Linked DNA regions of Rattus norvegicus: region 2 is linked to region 1. A link is a contact called in public Hi-C data. All regions are on one chromosome and are shown on one strand. The core of a region is the stretch at or near the end of the contact, and the rest is flanking DNA. Distances in the headings are between cores, read along the strand shown. Region 1 has its middle 280 kb from the start of Smc2. Region 2 holds the start of Smc2 (structural maintenance of chromosomes 2).

Evidence for each region. A called contact is a pair of places that touch in the nucleus more often than the background predicts.
Region 2: a contact with region 1 is called in a Hi-C map of hepatocytes, with 1.5 times the contacts expected there. The contact joins the promoter of Smc2 here to the enhancer-like site in region 1. A contact is called at or near these places in 3 of 12 Hi-C or Micro-C datasets (the A7r5 cell line, hepatocytes and liver).

Annotation. Positions count from the first base shown.
Region 1 is chr5:71,324,587-71,328,008 of GRCr8, forward strand. No RefSeq gene overlaps it. Among named protein-coding and RNA genes, the nearest start is that of Smc2, 280 kb to the right of the region's middle. Within about 2 kb of position 1,800, at least 3 of the 93 cell types and tissues checked have an H3K27ac peak or open chromatin away from gene starts, as enhancers often do. A contact at or near this core is called in hepatocytes and liver, where this site is marked.
Region 2 is chr5:71,600,850-71,604,271 of GRCr8, forward strand. Smc2 (structural maintenance of chromosomes 2) reads left to right here and starts at 1,556. Exons shown (of 25, transcript NM_001108666.3): 1 at 1,556-1,616; 2 at 2,394-2,613. The coding sequence starts at 2,446. All of the region lies in intron 1 of LOC134478972 (large ribosomal subunit protein eL29-like), which reads right to left.

The sequences.
Region 1 (3,422 bases), core at 550-3,049:
GTCTACACAGACTCCTGCCACTGTGTAGCCATGAACCCAAATATTGCCCTCATGGCGACTCTAACTGGGACCTCACCATAGCCTCAGGTGGAAGGGCTGGCTATTCACAGCCCTCAAATCTCCAGTTTCCTCTCTCATCATAATGCTCAAGTTGTTCTAGTCCTCTTTCTTTGCCATCTGCCAAATACAAACACTGTGGTGGTTTCAACTGTAGGCTGTCCGAGAGTCTGGCGAGCCCCTGGGTGACATCCTCTGTTAGTATTGTGTTCTATGGCAGCAAGCAGGTGTCTCCAAGCCATCTGTGCTATACACCCGAGCAAGGGCAGGTCTGTGAGTGGCATGGCAGTCAGCAGGTCTCTGACTATCTTCCTTTTCTCTCGTGGCTATGAGATACTGGGCGGGGACTCTGTGTCTATGGCCCACATGTGCGGTCAGACGGAGGGCAGGTCTATGGGCGTCTTCCACCATCCGCACTGGGTGTCACGGCAGAACGCGGAGCGCTATCTGCCTTCCTCCTCCTGTGACGTGCTGCTGCCTGAGTTTGATTTGATTTTGCTTTTATATATCCCAGGAAAAGAACAGCTTTGACCACCAAGTAAGGCATCGGGGTAGAATGAACCAAGGACTGCCAACCCCTCTGCCCCCGACTGATAGAAGAATATCACAACCAGCAAGATGTCTCCTTGCCCATTGCAGGGCTGGGGCAGAGGAGAGTTCCTCACTGTAACTAGACTGCACAAAGGCATCTCAATGGCTACCTCTCAGTCGTGCGATCTGCTGGGACAGTTATCCTAAACAGTGTCATGTGGACTTTATTTTAATAGTATGCAAAGATGAAAGGAAAAAACTGTTTAAATTTATGGGAAATTTTGTCCAACTTCAATCTTTAAGCACATAATAAAACTTTACCTCAGTAAAGCCATACACGCTGAAATGTTTTCATTTGATTGTCTAAAGTCAAAAACAATTCTTCTTTACCTTTAATTAAATATTATTCATCAATTTGTCACTGTATACTCTATAGACATATGAGAAACAGGCATCGACGATGAACAAATTTAAGTTCCTCAGCACTAATTAGATAGTAATGATTTTGCTTTCTCTGAAAGTATTTTAGAATCTCCGTTTATAATGAAATGCTTTGCTCATTCGGTAGTAATTGTTGAAGCCTACCTTTTAACCTTGAAAATAAAATGCAAAGGGCTTCCTGCTTTTGAGTTATGTGACCAAAATTTGAAAGCACATCAATGATCCTTTAGATAACAATGATGTCAGTAGATAGACGAGTGCTCTGGAAACAGCCCTTTAGAATAGTCCATTGGAAGATTGGCCGCTTCTCCGTTAAAAATTCTCCACTAACTCTATTTGACTTTCATTTTTCCCAAAATAGCTTTTCAACTTACAGGAAGCAGTACATAATAATCAGAGTGATGCAATTCAGTTGCACTAAATAGAAAACAATGACCTCATCCTACCTGCCTTTAACTCCTCTACTAAGATAATCAATATCTACCCAGTCTTTGAAGTTTTTCCAATTTTCTCTAAAACATTTGTTCAGGAACCTAAGCTAAACATGGTAGATGGAATACACAGGTAGTTTTTCCTCAGGAAGGAAGACACAAATGAAAAATGCACAATAGTTCTGAGTTGCTTGGTCTGATATTTACCTTATAAAAATAGTTCTTAATACTGAGTTATGGAACGGTGCCATGAAATGTCTCCCCTCCTCCTCTTTGGAAAAGGCTGAGAACTGCTATTTGCTGTGTCAATAATAAAGTGGAGAAGGCTCCAAGAAAGGCTTGGAATTCTTTCAAGAAAGGAAGCTGAACCTACTATTCCCATAGACTAAGAAACATTCACATCCTCCTCTATTTTGAACCCACAAATGTTCTTGAGGTCAGTACGATGCACATCTCCGGACTTGACCATCAAGAATTTAGTTGTCTTTGTCCTTCCAGGAGATTTGTCAAGCAAATCCTAGCTGAATTAACTACATGTTACAAAAGGAGGGACTGGACCCCTGTAAAAGTGGTTGTGTCTGAACATTTGCGAGACCTCAGATAGTCTGGTTTCAGCTATCTTTTTGGCATCCAGCCTCGGGGATTGTTGCTGATGGTAGAATCGCAGAAGTGCAAATGAACTACAGTTGCTCCATCAAGAGCAGACACTGACGCAAGGGCTGCAAGGAGCTCGCAAGACTCAGCTAGCAATGGCTTCATCAGTTTAGAGACCTGGGCTGTGCTGAGGAAACTGGAGGGTTGGGAGATCCTTCTGTCCTAGTTGCCAAAGCACAGGGCAGCCTCCTAACAGGGTGAATCACAAAGACCAAATTCAAAGGTTATATATACCTAAGACCCTGTATAAAATCTTAAATTGAAGCAAAACTAAGCAATATATTAATTTACAATGCATGCATGGGTTATAACTCTTTTTAAAACAAAAAAGAGAGATGCTGGAAAGATGGCTCAGTGATTAAGAGAAGGGGATGCTCTTCTAGAGAACCTAGGTTCGACTCCTACTACCCACATGGTAGTTCACAACTGTCTATTACTCTAGTCCCTAGGGGATCTGATATCCTATTCTGACCTCTGTAGACACCAATCACACATGTGGTACTGAGACATATCCTGGAAAAACATCTATATACGTAAAATAACTTTTAAAAAAATCTTTAAAGACCAAAAAATAATATAATTTAAATTAAAAACAAGAACAAAGAGCAAAATAATATTGAACACAAACATAGTACCACATGGCTAGAGTTAATTAATATAATTGAGAATCTTTAAACTTGGAATTGTAGTACTAAAGTTACCAACATATATCATTAAATAACTAAAAAGACCCATGCATGTGACAATGTAGCATAAATAAGAGATTAAAACATTTCTCTTCTTAAATCTATCATATCTATAAAGATATGAAGACTCATAATGAGATAGCTATGTCCTCTACTGTACTGGCCTGAACTGATGACAGCTGTCAATCTCTTACAGAAACAGTAGTAGACTCAATGGCTTTCCATGCCAGGTGTAAGATTGAACACTAGAATGATACGTTAATCACCAACTTCCCTAAATTTGTCTTTCATTCTATTCCTGTGGTTCCATACCTAGGGCTATGAGTGGAAAATGCCACTTTTGATCGCTGGCATTGTATTAATTTTCCATGTGGAGAACAATATGAGCTAACCCATTTTTCCTCTGAACTAATCATGCCTAAGAGAACTTGGGGTCTCTTGAGTCTCTGCCTTGGACTCCAGGCTAACAAATGTATTCACAGTTCTTCAATCCTATATTGACAGTTTAGAAGCTGGCTCAAACTGAAACTATGGGCTAACACCATCACATTGCAGTAGAAATCACCTCATTTCAGAAAGTTAATAAAATAAATCTAAAATCTAACCAATTATTGAATTCTTA
Region 2 (3,422 bases), core at 306-2,805, 280 kb after region 1:
ACACTTAAGGGTAGTTCCACTGCCTAGCAATAGACAGCCAACACGAAACAAATTTAATGGTATTTTTAGAGAGTTTTTGCCCCACACTGCTTTGTCTGGACATTTCTGTTTAACCTTAAAAATCTTTTGCTTAAGTATGATGGTTTCTGCTTTTGTTTTTATGTTTTGTGTATCTGTGTGCAAATGTCTCATTGTGCTTCTAATGCTCTTTTATCCTGTTTAGGACAAATCCTATTGGTTTTTTTTTAATCTTATTTCATCACCACCACCACCACCACCACCATTATCATCATCATCATCATCATTTTAGATGCCTGTTTACATTCTAATAAGAGAAAAGAAAGAGTGTGGATTTGGGTGAGTGGAGGACATCAAGAAGTTGGGGGAAGAGAAACTAATCGGGATATACAGTATGAAAAATTATATTTTCAATTGAAACAAAGTTAAGTCCTTCCCTACTTAGTATTGATGCTCAAATATAAATCACCCCAACACGGTTGTTGTTTAAAAAGTATACACGTTGTTAATGGGAATCTGTTCTAACTAGCAATGTAAAATTATCAGTTGTAGAGAATAGTCTAAGAGCACATGCTCTGTAGTTAGGCTGCCTGGAACAAAAATCTGTCACTTACAAGTCGTTTAACCCAATGACTCAATGAACTCGATCTGTACAAAAGGAAACAAAACTCATAGGGAAACACTAGGATCCCACGTTTGTTGAGGAATATTTTTGACAGCCTTTGAAACACAGCTACCCAATCCATAGAACTCTGTAAATACGAACTGCCATTAAGAAGCTTCAGCAACATTTCGTAAACCAGTAAGTCAGCCATTGCGTATAATTACACAGGTTTTCGGCATAAGGAATCGTACAGACATCTGCTACCCAACTCCACGTATTGCAGGCATATGGTCCCCTCTGGAAACTGGACCTGTTTTGTGTTTTTGTTTTTTCAAAGCCGGCGCCTTTCATTCAATTAATTACAACCTCCACTTTCCAGAAATCTCTGTAGTCCGTAGAAAAAGAAGCTTCAGAAGATTTTTCTGGCCAGTGTTAGTTTCCACACAGTAATCTCCGAGCGGGGAAAAAAAAAAAAAAAAGCGCAGACTTGGAGGAGGCGGAGCCTGCGGACCTTAGCCAAGGGCCCGGGACCCGCGGCCTGAGAGGGCCAGAAAGTGGGCGTGGACGGTAACGAGCGAGGCCCAGACCAGGAAGAGGTGCTGCCCGGAGCATGCCTGACGCGATGTCAGCACGACCTAACTGCATTTTCACTTTCCAAGCTCACAACGGTATAGTCCCCTACTTTCCAATATTTAAATTATTATGTACTGTCTGTGTGTCGTTTCTGTGTTTTCCCTTGGGGCAAAAGATGAAACTCTTCAGTCAGGCAGATACAAGGCACCAACAGAGAGCAGACGCGTCGGAGGTGGGGTCCTTTGCTCGCGCCGAAATTCAAAGAAACAGTTCCGGCACGGTTGTTGGCTACGGCGGATGCTGTGGCCGGGATGTTGGCGTTCTCCCGGTAGCTCCCGAATACAGGTCGGGTGACCTCGTTGCCCGCCTCCGCGTCGAGTCGGAACTTTGCTGGTACCCCTGGCCGGCCACTTGGTGGTTGGTGCGTAGTGCGGCCCTTGGCCGGGCCTGGTGCCAGGCGGGAGTTGGGGCACTGGGGAGGGCAAGATCCTCAAGAAGGGACTTCAAACGATAATTAGGGATGTTGATTGTTGTTCATCCGTAAGGTGAATCGAGAAAGGCTTGGGGAAGCGAGAGAACACGGAATTTTAAAGCGAGTCTGTAGAATGGATTCACTTCGTCCTTAAGGTCCATCCACTAACTACCCGGATTCTGAGAATCGAGCGTTCACAAGAGTTAAGGTCGAATGTAGGCAGAAAGCACAGCGGAACTGAGGATGAGTTGCAAAGACGGATGAATGCCGACTAATGTCATCTTTTATTGCCATGAAGGAAAAGGAAGGAGAGGATGGGTGTTGAGTGCTATTTAGGGAGATCCAGAAGGAGTCATGTAAGGTGACATTTATGCAAAGTCGTGTGCAGTAAATAGTATCCAGTCCAGTGGTATCTGTGGCAAGGAGAATGAAATGCAAAATAATCAGTAGTCTCTGTTAACTACAGTATTATTAAAGTGCAACACGAGCCTAGGAAGTGGACAGGAGTGATAAAGGTGATTTTCAGGTTAAATATTCAGCTTCCTGGCAATGACAACGGTTGGATGTTTTAAAATCCCAGCCAGCTGATTTTAGGAGAAAAAGTAGTTTGGCAGATGTATTTTTACTTTACATTATTGTGCATCCTGTCATATTTATGTGATTTGGGTTTTTTTTTTTTTTATTATTAACATTCTACTTACATGATGTTATTTCTATTTTATACAGACCTGGCCTGTAGCTTGCTGCCTAACAGGCTTAACCCAAGACAGTATAAAAAATGTATGTTAAATCAATCATTCTCGAAGGATTCAAGTCCTATGCACAAAGGACTGAAGTCAATGGTTTTGACCCCCTCTTCAATGCGATCACTGGTTTGAATGGTAGTGGAAAATCCAATATATTGGATTCCATATGCTTTCTCCTAGGCATCTCCAACCTGTCTCAGGTAAAGTGTAAACTTTTTGACTTATGTGAAATTTGGCAAGAGAATCTGCTGATCTGTGGGGATTTTGGATTTTCTTCCTTTGCACATTTGTTCTTTTTGTGAATTATGTTGTGCTGTGGTACAGCCATTTAAGCAAACACTATTACTATTCCATGCTGTAGACAAAAAGATAGAAACAGAGGCCTTGCCTCAGGTTGGTCCTCTTAGCCCTGTTACTTCAGGTAGTCTCTGTCCTCAGTCTATACCTGCTCTTCTTGGAGGGACTCTAGCTGACCTTTCATGGAAACATGGCTCTGGCAGACTTTGCCCTTCTCACACATTCCCTTTGCCTTGCTAAAAACTGTTAGATTGCATTCCTGAAACTAGCTACCAAGGTCCAGCCACTTCCACCTCCTGAGGCTGACTACCAAGGTCCAGCTATCAAAGTATTGAAACCCAGCAGTCAAAAACCCCCCTTTGGCTCACCTAACTAACATGCCCAACCAAAATTAACCAATTCATTCTAACATGGGGGTGTTCCCTTTTCTGCTTATAAAGTGCCATTTGCCTGTGGACCACAGGGGTCTCCTGTCTGTCCAGAGGAAGTTGTTGTCTCTACCCCCAACTCCAGAACTCTCTCTTCCTGTCCCATTTCCCCTTTTTCCTCACTCTTCCTTTATCTCCTGTCTTTGGCTCTTATTCCCTTCCTTGCCCTTTGGGACAAATACTCTCTTATGTGCTGAGAAGATTGTCTTGGGGTGTGGTGAGCCAAGACTGGTCCTTTCCCTTGTGCTTATAGTGCCCTTTTAGCGTGAACTAATGGATGGGGT